2 separate regions of the Capsicum annuum genome follow, and region 2 is linked to region 1. Evidence: chromatin contacts called from public Hi-C data. All regions are on one chromosome and are shown on one strand. Each heading gives the region's core, a stretch centred on a gene start, on an enhancer-like site or on the middle of the called end of the contact. The rest is flanking DNA. Distances are from core to core; before and after follow the strand shown. Region 1 holds the start of LOC107857552 (protein REVEILLE 1). Region 2 has its middle 130 kb from the start of LOC107857552.

What was found. A called contact is a pair of places that touch in the nucleus more often than the background predicts.
Region 2: a contact with region 1 is called in a Hi-C map of leaf, with 2.3 times the contacts expected there. The contact joins the enhancer-like site here to the promoter of LOC107857552 in region 1. A contact is called at or near these places in 2 of 5 Hi-C or Micro-C datasets (leaf and placenta).

Annotation. Positions count from the first base shown.
Region 1 is chr2:44,261,317-44,267,623 of UCD10Xv1.1, reverse strand. It overlaps LOC107857552 (protein REVEILLE 1), which reads left to right and starts at 2,212. Exons shown (of 6, transcript XM_016702347.2): 1 at 2,212-2,727; 2 at 3,623-3,736; 3 at 3,832-3,943; 4 at 4,025-4,086; 5 at 4,179-4,589; 6 at 4,713-5,757. The coding sequence starts at 2,716. The coding sequence ends at 5,438.
Region 2 is chr2:44,397,115-44,403,421 of UCD10Xv1.1, reverse strand. No RefSeq gene overlaps it. Among protein-coding and RNA genes, the nearest start is that of LOC107857552, 130 kb to the right of the region's middle. Within about 2 kb of position 3,316, at least 5 of the 5 cell types and tissues checked have an H3K27ac peak or open chromatin away from gene starts, as enhancers often do. A contact at or near this core is called in leaf, where this site is marked.

The sequences.
Region 1 (6,307 bases), core at 963-3,462:
ATAGTACATTGTTTTAATGAAGGACAATTTGGTAAAAAAATCAAGTCTTTACTTATTTCTTAAACTCCATGCCCGATCAAATGACGCCACACAAAATGGGATGGAGGGAGTATATTTTATTTATGTATTACAAAATTAATAATATTTAATAAAAAGTAAAATAAACACTTATGACATGTCTGCTTCAGCTGTTTCAATCGTAATTTTACTATATTACCCCTAATTAATTATTATAAGTCATTTAAGTATTAAGAATTAATAATATTTAATAAAAAATATAAAATAAAAATAAAATAATAAATTAACTCTTCATATTTTAAATTAACTTGATATTTTAAATGAAGCCCACTTAAGTTATTTTCACACATATTTTTTATAGCACTTTTATTATATCACTTCTAATTAGTTATTATGAGTCATTTAAGACATATCTACTTTGCTACTTTAATTGTTATTTGTTCGACTCTCGAAATTATATCAGTGTCACTTAAGTTGGAATAGATAAAAAATATTATAAATCAGAACAATTAAAAATTTAAATTATTAAAAACTATTTAATTGTTTACGCTACTGCATGCATAAATATATTTTCTTAACACTTAATGAAAGATCTAAACTTTAGATAGTAAAATTATCCAAAGAATATAAATTATGATTAAATTTTTAAATACACTCATATTATATATAAATATATCAATACTTAATCATGACAATTTATTTGATTGCTTTCACGATAATTTTTTAAAAAATTATATTTAGCATGTTGCATCTGTATTGCCATTGGTCTAATATCTAATATATCTTATCCAATAAGAGGGAATGGGTTAGGAGAAGCAGGAAGGTCTTCGTCAATTCTCCTATCTGCTTCATAAGCTGTTTTCTCTCTAATTTTATTATATCACCTCTAATTAATTATTATAAATTTATTTATATATTACAAAATTAATAATATTTAATAAAAAATAAAGTAGATATCTATGAGGGAATGGGGTAGAAGAAGCAGGCAGGTCTCCTTCAACATGCCTACTTCTCCCGTCTGTTTCATATGCTGCTTCCTTCGTAATTTTATTATATCATTTCTAATTAAATTTATAAATTTATTTATGTATTAAAAAATTAATAATATTTAATAAAAAAGTAAATTAGTTATTTATGACATGTCTGCTTCAGCTGCTTCACCAAATATTTTTGTATAATAATTTTGTTATATCGCTTCTAATTAGACATGTCTGCTTTTCTGTTTCAATCGTGATTTTACTATGTCACTCCTAATTAATCATTATGACTATTTGAAATTTTGCACAAGTATTTTTTACAGTAATTTTTCTATATCTCTTCTAATTAGTTGTTGTGAGTCATTAAGACATGTCTGCTACACACTGTTTTAATCATAACTTTACTATATCACTCATAATTAATTATTATGGTATCTAAGCATTTGAAAATTACATAAAAAAATATTATAAATTACAATAGTTAACAACTTAAAATATCTAAAAAAAAATTTATTATATTTTTTTAAAAAATATATAAAAAATATTATAAATCATAATGATTAAAATAATTTTTTTTAAAATATTTATTTGGCCGTGCCTTGCACGAGCTATTCGTAACTAGTATAATATAAAAAGATGACATGCCGCCTGTATAAAGTTTTTTTTAAGTGAAAATATATATATAAAAAACATAAGATGGTGTTTGTTTGGATATTATTAAAGAAAAAAGATAAGACTTTCTTAAAAACAAGAATTATTCAAACATATTTTTATTTCCATAAAAAATCTTAGTAGTTCGGATAATATCTTGTCAGATTGCATCATTTGAAAAGGGCAAATTTTGAAAAAGTGATGAAATAGTCAAAACTGTTTACCCACCATGGCAGAAAAAGCGAAAAGTGTCTTTCCACAAAAATGATGACACGTGGTAGACAAAAGAAGAAAGTACAAGGTTCCAGTTCTACTCGCGAGTATGAAAACATGGAATTTTAGCACTTTCGTCAAAATCTTGGCTTAAATAAAACACGATATTTAAAAAAAATAGAAAAAGGGAAAAAAGAAGTCAAATTTCCACGTGTCATTGAATGTGAGCCACAAGACTTGAATCGATTTCTCGGTCGTTCTACCGGAAATTCGAAAAATACCCCCAAAAGAAAACGAAACTTTCACTTTACCCCATGACGTGGCAGCACTTCCCTTCTCCCCTTTTCAACCCCCAAAAAACTGAAAAAATTATTTTTCATTTGCCCATTTTTCTCTGCCTTCTTCTGCTTCTCCTTTTTCTTCAACTTCCCAAATATTTGTTTTGTTTTCTTCACACTTGTTTAGTTTATCCTTCATCTTCTTTTAGGACAACTGTCTTCTTTCTCGTTACTCTGTGTTTCGCTCTTAAGAATTAGACAAATCGTTGCATATTTATTTATTTCGAACTTGTTGTTTCTTTGTTTCTCTATGATCAGTGGCCTTTATTCAAGAATTTTGATGTTTTGTTGGTGAGAAGGATGAAGATTCAGATCTATAAAGGGGAAAATTTTGAAGTGAACAGGGTCTGAAGAGCTACAGTTCTGTGTTGGGATTTTAGATCGTGTGGTTTCTTGGAATTTTTTGGATCTTGGAGCTTAATATTGACTGAATTTGAAAGTGACCGTTGATATTTCTGGGTTTGGGCACTGAAGAGAATTTATTAGCTAAACAAGGAATACTGTTTGTTTCAGCAAAAATGAATATACCAGTATGCATCTTATCTATTTTTCTTACGTATTTAATCTTTAGATGATACTCCTTCCATTTCAATTTGTTTGTTCTATTTTAGATTTGACAGTAATTAAAGAAATTAAAGAAATTTTTAATGTTTTAGTCTTAAATTTAAAATAAATTGAATGTACTAAAATGTCTTTGGTCTTAAATGTCATGTAAAAATAAAAAGTTGAGATTTAAGAGTTACGAAAAATGAAAAAAGGACGTATTTTTTAAAAAGGAAATAAGGAATGCTACTTTTTGTGATTTTTTTCGAGGTGCCTTGCTCTCAATTGTTAAAAAAGATGTTTTTTGCTTGTTCCAACTTCCAACAGATTATACTTATGTTTGTCCATAATGGCTCCATTATGTGTGCACAGGGATATTAGTCAACCATGTTCCAGCCATGGTAGGTTAAATTAATTTTATGATTGAACGCAAGTCTTATTAGGGGGATGTTGAAGTAGACAGAAAAAATTGCAACTCTTTAGAATTTTTACTTTTTATAAATCAAAAGCTTATTAGTCTAGATTTGCGAGGATTTGTGGTTTTGGTTTTGGGTTGAAAGGAACTAAATTTGGGAATGAATTATGCAGGTTAATTTATTATTCTCCTTTTACCTCAGATGCATCAGTCAATTAAAAATTGTTTTTTGGTATAGTCCTGAATTGTTTCAATCAACTGTAAGATATTTTCAGCGTAGACAAATTCAATAGTCATTATGATAACCTAAGTTTTTTTTTTTTGGGGGTTGGGGGGTTGGGGGTAACCATAATTCTACATTAGTAGGGATGCTCTGCTTCAAATGGAAAATCTGTCATAAGAACTTCAAATCTCCCTAGAATAAATGAGGTTGTAACTAATGTCTCCTTACTCTCCTGAAATTTTAGGATCAAAGTGAGTCGGACACTACACCTCCCAGCAGAAGTAGGATCTCACTTGCTGTGGGAGCTCGCATTCAGCTTGAAGAGCAAGTTACTCCAGCAGAAGAATATGCTCCTAAGGTTCGGTGCGCTGCCCAAATGCCATAATTAACAATATAGTTTATGTTAACTTGTTAAGCTCATATCTGACTGGATGTTCTATTTCATACAAACAGATAAGAAAGCCATACACCATTTCAAAGCAAAGAGAGAGGTGGTCAGAGGAAGAACATAAGAAGTTCCTTGAAGCTTTAAGGCTGCATGGTAGGGCATGGCGACGTATAGAAGGTAAACAGCTAATAAAATCAATGGATTGTTCGAGTTATCTTCTGCTGCTCACTCTATACTAAAGAGACGTTTATTTCTCAGAGCACGTGGGCACCAAAACTGCAGTTCAGATCAGAAGCCATGCTCAGAAGTTTTTCTCAAAGGTTTGTGACTTGCTTTAAAAGCATCCTCTCATTATTAATGGTCAAATCTGTTTCTTATTGGCTATTGACGTCAACTGTTTTCTTGTGATCAGGTTGTTCGTGAATTGAATAATGGTGATGCAAGCTCTGTGAAATCCATTGAGATCCCTCCTCCTCGGCCTAAAAGAAAACCAATGCACCCTTATCCACGTAAAATGGCAACTCCAGTTAAAAGTGGAACCCTAGCTCCAGAGAAATTGAAGAGCTCTACTTCACCTGATCTCTGTCTCTCTGAACCAGAGGATCAGTCTCCTACCACTGTGTTGTCTGCCCTAGGTTCTTTTGCATTTGGCACTGTACATTCCAGTAAGCCAAGTGAGCACTCATCACCTGTTTCATCAGATGTTGCTGAAAATTCTGGTGATGTTGTACTTTCTGAACCATCCGATATCATTCTTGAGGAGAGAAGATCTTCACCCGCCCGAGGTTATGCTAGTTCAAATCAAGACAACCAGTCTTGCATGGTACATACTACCTGTACTATCTTGTGGAACTGCTGCTTTTTGGTTCCCATGCTGATGCTACTATGTATGATTTCTCATTTGACACCACTCATTGTGATTTTCCTGTTTGATTTGTACATCCAGAAACTAGATTTGTTTCCGGAAGACAATGATTTTGTGAAAGAAGGCTTAGATGAGGCATCATCCACGCAGTGTCTGAAGTTGTTTGGTAAAACTGTATTAGTCACTGATTCTTATAAGCCATCTTCAACTTGTGGCGAAATATTGCTGACAGATGAGAATGATGAACCAGCGTCACCGACATTGCCTCAAAGCTCCGTCCCTACGAAATATTTGCGCTGGGGTTCAGAATGTCCCCGAAGTACCTTAACTATTGGACTCCCTGCACAATCATATTACATCCCCGCACCAAATGGAAGTTCAGGACCTAATCAAAGTACCACTTCCCCTCTTTTGCCGTGGGGCTCATCATATGTATCTGATAAATTTCCTTGTGCTCAGGTGCATAGCCCAATTCCAATCAAGGGATGTCCACTCTTTAATGAAACAGGTTTGGATGATAAGGAAACTCAAAAGGAAGGGTCTTCCACCGCCTCCAACGCAGAATCAGCAGATGTGGAGTCGAGTGGAGACACGAATTTGGAAATTGAAGCTCAAAGTGGTAACGGCAATCTGGTTGTAGTGTCCGTCAGAGTCAGTGTACCCCCTCTGTTTGAGCGAAGAGCAAATTTCACAAAGCGTGTGGAGGGTTTTGTTCCATATAAGAGATGTTTGGCTGAAGGAGGCATCAGTTCCTCAACAATAACCGGAGAAGAAAGAGAGGAGCAACGAACCCGATTATGTTTGTAGTTACTTTCTCGTGCTTTGCTTTGTTTGTTTGTAAAGGTTAGCACATCCCTTTTTGGTTCTAATTATAATGTCAGTTTGCTGGGGAACTGAAAGAAGAGAAACAAGACCATGGCTGTAAAGGCGGCTCATCCCTCTAGCTTTTGCCGAATGGCAGAAGCAGCCTTCCTAATTCGGCAGAAGCAGCCTTCCTAATTTTTCGAAATCAATTGTTTAAATGTATATTGATAAATTAAGTGTGAATTCATCTCATCACTTGCAGTTTTGGCAGATGAGCTAACGCTCAAATAACTCTACTATTAGATTTTGCGTTGCTCGCTTATCATGTTTTCTCACTAAGGTTCAGTTTAAGCATTGGTTCGACTCTTAAGAGTGGCTTCTATATCTTTAAAATTGATTATCTTGAATGCTTAAGAGGAAGTTTCCAGAATCGAGTTTCAAAAAGTAAGCCCCAATTTAAGATTTTGGGTAAGCTACCATTTTCGATTTTGAAAGCCCTTCTCTTCGGAGTAATTTCCTTGAAAAATTAATTCACTAAGCCCCAATTTAAGATTTTGGGTAAGCTACCATTTTCGATTTTGAAAGCCCTTCTCTTCGGAGTAATTTCCTTGAAAAATTAATTCTCTTTCGTGAAATGATTTTGTTTGAATTATAAATTTTCCAACAATAAAAAAGATTAAAATTGCAACATATTGTTTAGTAAGAAATTCGATCACACTTCAGTTGGAACTTAGACGTAAATACTTTAAAATATTTGTAATGTGGGTATTTGATGATAATAGTTATTGTGGTACTATGCTTTGTCTGATAATTTGATCAACTTATTGAGGGATACATGAAGAATCTTTGTTTTGATAATTTGATTTAACTTA
Region 2 (6,307 bases), core at 2,067-4,566, 130 kb before region 1:
AGGTAAATTAAAAAACTTTGGGTTTTTCTCAAGCTTCCCCAACATTCTTAATCTATAATAAAGTAATTGTCACTCACACTTTATTATTAAAACTTAAGTCACCCACACATCATTTTTAAACTCTTGCACTTTTAACCCAAAACCCCTGGAGAGTGATAACAGTTATGTTCTAGGATAATTTCAAATTATTATAAAAATTAATTAGTTTACAATAAACATAGCCATACATTTTTTAAATGTAAAACATAGACAAACAAAGTACTAAAGATATTAACATCAGGGAAAAGACATTAAAATCACCTTAAACTATACCCAAAAAGTCGAAGACACATTTAGACTATTGAACTAACATAATATACACCAGAATTATATAAAAGTTAATTTATTTCCACCTTATAAAGTGTTATATCAATTTCACAAGGTAAGGTGTTCCACAAGGCGCACTACATCAGCGCCACGCCAGTACCACACAAAAAATATAATAAATTTATTATTTTCACTATTTATTTTAATTAAAACATTTTTTGTTTTTCTTTTCTTCTATATCCATCACAAAACCACCATCGATGGCACCAGAATAGCCAAATCTAAATCATTAATTAGTCACTATCACCAACTCTACTACCCACCAATAATGTTGTCATCACCACCAATTTGACAAAGATGTTAAAAATAAATTTTATAATCAATTTTTTTATAAGTTAAAATCGATCGGTCTTTATAAATTCTAATAGATATTAATAATCAAATCTTTCTTCCATAGCTATTCTACGCACCAAAATACTATTAATTGTGATTTTTTGGGGATTAGATAATGAAATCGATGGTGTTATAGTGATTAAATTAATAGTGGAAGGTGATGAAATTGATGAGTGCCGAAGCTGAAATTGGTGTTGATGGTAGTTGATGAAATTGATAATGGCGGCTAAGTTATGAAGATACGGAGAAAGTAAATTCAGATGAAAATCAATAATGGAGTAAGAAAAAAATATAACTTATTAAAAAAATTAGTTGATGTAAATAAAATTGAAGTAGAAGAGAAAAATGTGTAGGGTGTAATTGTGTGAAGAAGAAGAAACATGGGGGTCATGGTGGGTAAGTGGAGGGGCTGTGAAGTAAAAGATATGGGGGTGGGGGTATCTTGATATTTTTTTTTTTTTTTGCTTAATTTTTGACTCAAACGCTCCTACTTTTTATTTCAATTAATTATTTTTGCCACATCAATTTTAGGAGGGAGGAGGGATATACTTTTATATTGTTTAAGTGTGTATTAGGATACTTATATAATAATTGTTATAAATTACAATAATTAACAGTTTAAAATATTTGAAAGACATAAAAAAGTTAGTTGACTTTCAAAATTTTATCAGTGTTAAATGTCGGGATAGAAAAAATAACAAATATTATTTAAAATGACGTAAAAGTATCATAAATCACATTAATTAACAACTTAAAATATTATCGACATATAAAAAATCTGATTGATTCTCCATATATATCACAGTCACATAAATTGAGAAAGAAGTAACATATTATTTGAAAATTGGTAGAAAGTACTATAAATTACAATAATTAACAACTCAAAATATGTAAAGCTATATATAAAGAGTTCGATTGACTCTCTAAATTTCATCAATATCACATAAATTGAGACAGAGAACATAGCATATATTACCTGAAAATTAGGTAAAAGTATTATAAATTGCAATAATTAAAAAATTAAAATATTTAAAATCCATATGAAAATTAATAAATTATATTAAAATTTTGGATGATTCTCTAAATTACATCAACGCCACATAAATTGAAACAACGAGAGTAAAACATATTGTCTAAAAATTATATAAAAGTATTATATATCACAATAATTACAACTTAAAATATTTAAAAATCATACAAAAAAATTGATTGACTCTCCGAAATTTATTTGTATCACATAAATTGAAACAAAGAAGTAGTTTATGGTAAGCACATGCTCTTGTGTCTCATATATATAATGTATCAATATTTTATAAATAGATATATAGTGTATATGTAATATATCGATATTATATAAATGTGTATAAACGTGTAACGATATTATATAAATAGTTATATATTGTCTCCATATTGTATAAACGGTGTATAAATATTTATTAATATATTAAAAATTTCAATAATTTTTTTCTTAAAAAAGCTACAGCATAAAAAGTTAGAAAAACAAAAAACAATGAGAAAGTATTTTTTAATAATGCAAAAAAAAAAGTCCTTTTTCTACAAAAAAGAAAAAAAAAAAAACATGCAAAAGAAGAAAGATGGTTCAATGGCCATACTAGCAGTGACTTGTCACCCCAGCTTACTTTAACTCCTTAACTAAATTTCTATTTATTCACTCCCTTAACAACTTTAAAATGAACTGAAATCCACCCTTCGCAGCACATCCTGGCTGCATGTTGATACTCACTAACTAGGTGCGTTAATGAGTTAATTTGATGTATTAAATATTTTTTTTAAGTACAAAAATTATTTAAAAAATATAGAATGATCTTATACATTTTAAATCACATCCAACCCCAATTAATTCCTCAAGAACCTTAATTTTCTCCTCTCCTGCTTCTTCAACCATACAAAATCTGTTCAATCTATGAAATTGTTGCAAAAATCAAGATCGTTTTTTTTTTCTTAAGCCGCTCAAGTTTTATCACGAAACATAAAGCTTAATCCATATCCTCATCTTCTTCTACTACCATAATCTTTGTTTTCAATTGAAAACAAAGAAGATGAAAACAAGAAAAACACAGAGAGTAAAATGATCAAATATGGCTGTTGTTTTTCGAATCAACAATTCCTTTCTTTTAGAGAAAAATAAAAAAATCAAATCCAGCAACAAAAATTTAAGATTTTTTGAACCCAACAACAAAAATTCAAGATTTTTTTTATTCTGACCCAACAATAAAAGAAATCAAGATTTTATTGACCAAACTACAAAAAATTTAAGATTTTTCAGACCCAAAAATAATTTTTTTTTCTTTTCTCCAATTACTGATTGAATTTTCAAGAAAAATTTTAATATTTTATGAACCCAAGAATAAAAATTTGTTCCTTTTCGAGTGACTGATTGAATTAAAGATTTGATTTGATTTTTTTTTTTTAGAGATGATAGAGCTAAAAATGAAAAATAGAGAGTGATTGTTTATACACACATTTGTGGTATAAGGTGGAGTGAGAAATGATGTTTGATTTAGGAATTGGAATATTTGTTAAGTGTGGGTTGGATAATGTGTCAGGTTTGCAGATTTAATGGATAGAATATATAAAATAACTTAATATGTGACATGGACTAATCAGAAATGTACGTGTTTAATAACACCTAGGCTTGACCTAGGATGAACTGTGAAGGGTGTATATTAATTCACTTTAAAATTGTTAAAGGGGTAAATAAATAAAAATTTAATTAAAGGGCTAAAGTAAGTTGAAGGACAAGTTTAGGGGTGTTTTGATGTCTTTTATCTATTGTGGATGAGTGGCCAATTTGTGATGAAACATGACCGAAAGTCTAATTTGAGTCATAAAAAATAAGTGGGTTTCTTTTTGTGTAATAAATTAAACTTAATCGTCGTTTTGTCTATTTTTTTCCTTTTTTTTTTCATTAATTGTAAACTAGATATAAGATTTCATACGAGTACGAGTTCAATATATGCTATTTTTTGTCTCAATTTATGTGACACGGATGAAATTTAGAAAGTCAATTAAAAATTTTGTACGATTTTTGAATATTTTAAATGGTTAACTATTGTAATTTATTATTATTATTATTTATATAATTTTGTATATGTTCCAATTTATGTGGCATAAGTGAAATTTGGATTATTGATCAAATTTTTTGTATTATTTTTAAATATTTTAAGTATTTAATTATGTAATTCTAATACTTTTTACATAAATTTTGGACAGTATATGTTACTCGCTCTATACCATGTTATGTCGCATAGATGAAATTTTAAGAGGCAATCAATTTTTTTTTAATTTTATACTAGATATCGAAGGCCCGTGCCAATATATATTATTTTTTAGTCTCAATTTATATGATACAAATAAAATTTTTGATAATTAATTATATTTTAAATATTTTTTAGATATTTTAAATTGTTAGCTATTGTAATATATAATAATTTTTTGACATTGTAATTTACTATTTTAAATTGTTAGCCATTATAATTTATAATACTCTCCTTGTCCAAAGTTTTATAGCATTGATAGTCTATTATATTTTTAGAATAATTTAAGTTTTTAATTACTGAAATTTATAATACTTTTTCTTCTATTTCAATTTAAGTGACACTGATATAATTTCGAGAGTCAATCAAATATCACGATTGAAGCCCCAAAGTAGACATATCTTAAATAACTCATAATAACTTATTAGAAGTGATACAATAAAATTACTATAAAAATAGTTGTGAAAATTTTTTAAGTGGGCCTCATATAATATGTCAAGTTAATTTAAAACATCAATAATTAATTTATCTTTTTTTATTTTATTTTTTATTAAATAATTTTTTTAATATTTAGATGACTCATAATAATTAATTAGGGATAAAATAGTAAAATTACGGTTGAAACAACTGAAGCAAGCATGCCATGAATGTCTATTTTACATTTTTTTTATCAAATATTATTAATTTTTTAATACGTAAATGATATATAATAATCAATTAGGAAATAATTTATTAGAAGTGGTATAACAAAATTAATATAAAAAATAGTTGTGAAAAAAATTTAGACAGGCCTTATATAAGATGTCAAGTTAATTTAAAACTTCAATAGTTTGTTTATCATTTTTTTTTTGTTTATTTTATCTTTTCTATTAAATATTATTAATTTTGTTAATACTTAAATGACTTATAGTAATTAATTGGGGATGAAATAATAAAATTATGGTTGAAGCAACTGAAGCAGACATGTCATAAATGTGTATTTTATTTTTTGTTAAATATTATTAATTTTTAATACTTAAATGACATATAATAATTAATTAGGGGTGATATAGTAAAATCACGGATTAATACTTAAATGACCTATAGTAATTAATTAGAGATAAATTAGTAAAATTACGGTTGAAACGGCTGAAACAGACATGTCATAAATGTCTATTTTATATTTTTGTTAAATATTATTAATTTTTTAATACCTAAATGACATATAATAATTAATTAGGAGTGATATGATAAAATCAAGGAGGAAGCAGGCATGACGACCGCCTCCTGCTTCTAAGCCTCTTCTATATATTAGAATATATATAGAGAGAGAAATTTTAAGTTGTTAATTATTGTGAATTATAACACTTTATATAATTATTAGTAAATAAAGTAAGTATAAATTATTAGTAAAATAGTAGTAAGAATTTTTCAAAAAGTGAAGGACAAATTGGTCAATTTAATGGCCTGACTTTAACCTCCTCAGATTCCCATCTCTATATATTAGTAACCAGTAGTAGTAATCACCGGATGTCAGAATAATATTTTCTCCTTAAGTTACAAGTCATTTGGTGAGAGGTGTAAGTTATAATTACTTGAGATAAAATATTAAATTATTTTATTTTGTATTTGATTGGAGGTACACAGTTTCAAAATTATTTATCTCACTATTAAATTTATAGTAATGAAATAAGTTATTTTACTATTCTAAAATAGCTAATTCCGAAGTAATTATCTTGGAACAGTTTGTTCCCAACCAAAAGACCCTTGTGGGCTTTGTAAGTACCTAAATAAGCTTTGTAAGGCATCTTAGAACTTATTTTCTCTGTGTATTTTAATTGTCTCCTATATTAAAAATAAATTTCATTTTTATTTGTCTAAATTTTTTTTATATGTTATTTTTTAAATTAATTGCTTATTTCGTAAATTATTTCTCAAAACTTAAGACAAAAATTAATTTGGATATTATTGTAAAATAAAATTTTGATTTATTTTTTGTAAGGAAAGTAAAAATTCATTGTAGACGAGTAAAAGTGAATGGAAAGAATACACGATAAAAATTGGCACATTTACTATTACCAAACTGATAATTTCTTTTTTTAAAAAAAATAAAAATAAATGACCACAAATGGCCTTATTTATTAAAGCAAAAACCACACAATATGTACAGCACATGACTTTGACATATTTATGAGAAACATTTATGCGTTGCTAATCATATGACAGTAATACGAAACGAGACCGTAATAAGAAACTAGAATTTGGAGATCTAAATAAAAAAGCATCGAAGTGTGTTAGGCTTTTATCTTCTTACTTTTTAGGCCAATGTACCACTAGGCATTTATGTTTTA